Regions from separate parts of the Xenopus laevis genome. Here region 1 is linked to region 2. The links are chromatin contacts, called in public Hi-C maps. All regions are on one chromosome and are shown on one strand. Each heading gives the region's core, a stretch centred on a gene start, on an enhancer-like site or on the middle of the called end of the contact. The rest is flanking DNA. Distances are from core to core; before and after follow the strand shown.

What was found. A called contact is a pair of places that touch in the nucleus more often than the background predicts.
Region 1: a contact with region 2 is called in a Hi-C map of the XTC cell line, with 5 times the contacts expected there. The contact joins the promoter of hoxd9.S here to the enhancer-like site in region 2. A contact is called at or near these places in 2 of 4 Hi-C or Micro-C datasets (the XL177 cell line and the XTC cell line).

Annotation. Positions count from the first base shown.
Region 1 is chr9_10S:68,896,230-68,898,929 of Xenopus_laevis_v10.1, forward strand. hoxd9.S (homeobox D9 S homeolog) reads right to left here and starts at 1,427. Exons shown (of 2, transcript NM_001174043.1): 1 at 788-1,427; 2 at 1-445. The coding sequence starts at 1,367. The coding sequence ends at 204.
Region 2 is chr9_10S:68,200,025-68,202,724 of Xenopus_laevis_v10.1, forward strand. The region is part of intron 1 of agps.S (alkyldihydroxyacetonephosphate synthase, peroxisomal); the gene reads right to left. Among protein-coding and RNA genes, the nearest start is that of agps.S, 17 kb to the right of the region's middle. Within about 2 kb of position 1,272, at least 5 of the 7 cell types and tissues checked have an H3K27ac peak or open chromatin away from gene starts, as enhancers often do.

The DNA.
Region 1 (2,700 bases), core at 177-2,676, 700 kb after region 2:
TAAATTGTAAAAATAAAAAATGAACAAATTAAAAGGTTGCATCTTTCGATGCGCACTGACAATAAACTGAGTTTGCAGAACAAAAAAAATCCACACACAATTACACATTTACATCTACTGCAGAAAAAAGACCGTTATATATATATATTTATATTTAACTGCTCCATGTTTTTACACAAGGAAATCAGTGCATCCCCCACGGGTTATTGGTCCCTATTTCCCTTTTCCTTGTTCATTTTCTTCATCTTCATTCTCCTGTTTTGGAACCAGATTTTAACTTGCCTCTCGGTGAGATTTAAAATCCTGGCCACCTCGTAGCGGCGGTCCCGGGTGAGGTACATATTGAAGAGAAATTCCTTTTCCAGTTCCAAAGTTTGGTATTTGGTGTAAGGGCATCGCTTTTTCCTGGTGGAGCGAGCGTGGATCCAGTTGGCTGCAGGATTATCTGTGGAAGGGAAGAAGAAGAGGAGGAGAGTGGGGTGAAATGGTGGCAAAATCGTTGGCAATCTGGATGACCTACTCGCACCACTTTTATAAAGAATTATCATAAAAAGGGATCTTAATGCAGAGAAAGTGTTTACAGTACAAATGATGTCTTGATCCGAGGTGGTTATGTGAGTAATAGAATTTTTTTATAGCCTCTTGTTGCTGCTTGGCTATATGGTAGGCGTCTAGACGGTTTTATAGGTTAGTAAAACTATCAGTTTTGCACATTTAGAGCCTTTGCAGGTTGGGCAGTAAATCAAGTTGCAATTTCTTTTCTCTCTCCCTCTCTTTTTATACTTACTTGGGTCAATTTGCTGCTTTTGCTGCTCCTTCTCTTCCTTTAGTTCAGTGCTGTTGGACTCCTCGCTGGCGGGTGCTGCAGGCTCCTTGGCCGCGGGTTTCTCTGTGCTTTCTGGGAAGGAATTGCACGTGTATTCGGGCAGACTGAGTCCCTGGGAAGCAAAGGATGAGCACTCTGTCCTCTTTGCAGCACTCTCAGGTTTGATCCCGTAGTTGCGCCCGTTAGCTTGGAATTCAGAGAAGGAGGGCGCAGCGCTGGAGATTGGATCAAGCCAGGAGCGCACAGTGTATCTGCCGCTGTCTGTTGCTGCTGCTGCAAGGTGGGACTGGGCCACATACGGGTGGTAGATCCCTGTCATTCCTGCAGAAGGTTGAGGCTGAACCGTTGACCAGGACGTGGGGAAGACGCCGGATTTGGAAGCAAAGCTACAGGGATGGAAGTCTGAAGGGTCCCCGTCACCTGATGGCCTAGAGGTCGCGTTCTGACCTCCCTGGGAAAACCTACCCCCGTAGCCCTCCTCGCTCTCATGTCCTATGAGAGAATCCACATAATAGTTACTTATGGTCCCACTTGACGACATTTTGGGCTCCCCTCTCCCTCATATAAAAGGTTACACTCTTAACTGTATGCAATACCCTCCCTGAGAACAATCATAGTATTTTGCAGACTGCAACCTCAGTCCATTGGTTGCGGCGCCCACGTGATCATATTTACCAATACTGAGTAAATCAATCCGCTTAACGGGGCTGATGTGATTAAAAACACATACAATTAAGAATCAAAGTGTAAGTGCGCACAGATAGAGAGAAAGGCGCACGGGGGACAAGGGGCACATTGCGCCTTTGCGCACAAAGACTCGGAGTCCTTGTAAAAATGTAAAGCAGCACTTAATAGGGACTATTTCTTGCCATCCCTTTCAGCCCTGCCTGCCATTCATTTTTAATCACTTTGCCGAATTTGTTTAATTACCCTTTAAACCGTAGGCACCCACATGGCAGCACCAGAGAGGGGCATGTCCCGATGATTGACCTGAGAAAATAAAACTTGTTTTACTAGGCACGAACAAGAATCCAGGGAGCCCCAGTGACATGTGAGAGAAGGCAGCGACTTGGGAAGGGGCAACGTGGTGCTGGAGCTGCTATTCACTTACACAGGGGCAGGGCTGGCCAGGCGCAAAATCCTTTCTGCCTTTCCAAACAGGTGGAGGAGAACTATCAGGCTTTTTTTATGGCTTTCAATAAACATTTTATGAGGTGCATTTGATTATACATTAATATGTGCTATAGTAAAAATAGACTGAGACAACATTAAACCCTCCACTAAACCGAATCTGTAGCTGGACTTTGTTCTTGTTCGAATCACCAGGGGCAGTGTGAGTCCATTGTGTTCAATTCCACCGTGTCTCTTTGTGTATTTACTGCACTTAGCTGTGTGTGTGTAAATATTCAAATATTCATACTAGCCGTTGTTTAAAACACGCTTCTACGTTAGTAGTGTGCACACAAATTCTCTCCACAAATATACTCATACAATATCATATATATATATATATATATATATATATATATATATATATATATATATATATATATATATATATATATATATATATATATATATATACATTTAATCTTTCACTCCCTCCCACATACAAACTTATTTTACAGATCCAAAAGCACTTGCACTCACAAAACACACACCTACACTTACACACAGACACGCAAACACTCCTTCTACCAAAAACCTAAATGAAAAATTGAACTCAAAGTATCGAAAGCTACAGATGAATAGGGAAGGGCTTATGTTCAACGTTTCTGTTCACACCTGGCACCTTTATAAGAAGACAGCCCAAGTAAAGGAGCCGAAACGTTGAAATAAATCACTTTATTTTTCCACTGAAAAGTCATTTGAGT
Region 2 (2,700 bases), core at 22-2,521:
TGGGGCTTGGGGCCTGGGGTGGGTAGGACCCAGGGGGCCCCCGAAAATGTTGTTGTACGGGGGACCCGTGATTTCTAATGGCGGCCCTGGGGTCAGTGAACTGCTGCCTGCAAAAACTATGTACTTATTACCGCTACGGTTGTCACTAGGGTTGCCACCTTTTCCTAAATGTATTACCGGCTGGTGGGGGGCGGGAACAAAAAGGGGCAGGGCCATGATGCAAAAGGGGGCGGGACCGCGGCACGGGATTTCAGGACGGATTTCAGTTAAGTATTACAGGGGATTGGGGGCAGGCCGAGGGGTCTTTTTAAGGGCATTATAAATTTACTGGCAACCAGCCTTGGCAGGTGTTTTTCTGGCTAGGCTGGTAAAATACCGGTCGGGTGGCAACCCTAGTTGTCACCTGGCTGGTATTTTACTGGTCTGGCCGGTTAAAATGATGCTTGATACCAATGTTATTAATAGGGAAAAAAGACTATAATATAATATAGGAAGGCTGGCATTTTATTTTTTTTAGAAAAAGTGTCAATGCTAATTACTGTTCTGGGTCATAGTATGCCACTGGTGTGGAGCCTTAGAATTAGGGTTGCCATCTTTTCTGGAAAAAAATACTTCATATATTTATCTTTTTCCCTATTAATAATGGCCTCGTCCCCTTCCAGTTACTCGCGATACAGTGATAAGGATGCAAAACAATAAAATACATTGGGACAAACCATCGTTTTTACCGGCCAGGTGGCAACCTTACTTAGAACTGAAGGGGTTAATGGAATGAAAAGATACAGGAGGCGATTCTATTGTGCAAGAAACACTTTAATAATCGTATACTCATTTTTAAACAGCAAAGGAAAAAAAAAAAAAAACTGTTGACATTTACAGGACACAAGTGGAACATGAACCTGAGCAAAATCTTCTCTTTTACCCCAAAAATGTATATCTGATATAAATCATAGGGAGCTGTGTGCAAAGCCTAAGGAGGGACAGAGACAAAATGAATAAATAAGGCAGGCTAAACAAATAAAAATAGTACAGAAGAAGGGAGATGAAAAATGGAGTGTAGTAGCTTGTTGAGAAAATGGCGGGCGCCGCTCGTTGCTTATTCAGGGCGGCCAGCTGAACAGATGCAGCCAGCAAAGCCATAAACACATAATATAGAAGACAATTCATTACACGGCAAATGTATGTGCCGCGTGTCTTCACCCTCCATGCAAATCAGATCTCTCAGACAGAGAAGCTCTCTCCGCCTTAACCCATCCGTCTCCAGAGGCGCCCGAATGCCGTGGCAAGGGCTCGCATGGGGCGGTCGGGTTGCCGGTAGTGAAAGGGTTAGCCAGAACCGGTTCAAACTGGCAGCGACTGTTTTATCGAACGTGAACGCGGAAGGCAAATAAACTGAAAATTATAGAGCCGGGTTGAACTTGAGTTCATCTGAGAGATATTAAATACAACTGGCGCTGAATGGATTCAACATTTTCCAACTGCTGCGTGGCTGGGGGACGGCGGGTTTTTTTTTTATACAAGGTTTAATGTTGTGGAACAGTTCTGCAGCAAGACGGCCTTTTTATTATTTCTCTTAAACAGTATGATGACGGACTCACAGGGACATAGAATAGGAGAGGGGTCGCGGATAAGCCAATAATGGCCTCGTCCCCTTCCAGTTACTCACGATACAGCGATACGGATACAAACAATAAAATACATCCAAGACAAACTAATATTATGTTTTATAGGACATTTATGGGCTTAAGAGGTCAATTCAAATGGCTGATAAATTGTTAATGCAGTGTTACTAGGCGCCCATCTCCATTCCTCATCACTTGCTCTCTTTTCATTTGCTTTGGATGGAATAGGTTTTAGCACCAAGTGATTCAATAATAATATACTATTAAAAATACATTTGCTGCTTAATATTTGTACAGGCGGACGATTTCTTCTGTTGCACCAGCACAGAGATCCCCATTTCTGTATTTTAGGGGCAGGCTGAGCAGGTGAAAGCAACAGCTATAAATGATAGAAAGATTTAACCCTCTGGCCATCAACCTCATTTGAAAGGGAAATAAGGGCCTAGGTCCGCCTTCATTTCATACTATTAGAAATATATCCACTATACGACCCACTACAGCAGTGCTTATCAGCCCCTTTAAGGTCTATTATTGGGCTAAGATCCCCCATAACAAGGTTGGCTCATACAGTATTTGTTTTATATGTTTGCATTTTGTATAGTTCCAAGTATATATAATGTAGGCCATACTGAATATGGGCCAACTCATACGCTATAAAACAGATTGGTCAGTAGGCCAAAACAACAGATAAAGGTACCAATGGCCATTTAAGTGTAAGCTCACATACATATTCCTATTGGTCTGCTCTGCTGCCAAACTTCTTCACTTCCATTATGCCAACTTTTTCATCATAACAAATAATCCTTGATCTACCAGGGCTACCCACCCCCAACTTGAGACAATCCTAGATGACGGGGCAATATGGTAGAAATGGCCAAAGTGCCCAATGAAATCTGGGTATGTATAGCTAGCTAAAGATATTAAAGAAGAGTTCACCCCAAAACCCGACCTTCTAGTTGAGCTTACAGGAGTATGTAGAAGAATAAATAAGCATTCTCCCCAAATTTCAACCTAGGGGGCAAGATCCCTGTAGTCTTTGGAGAACACTGCTCTACAGTGTAAAATAAAGGTGCTACTT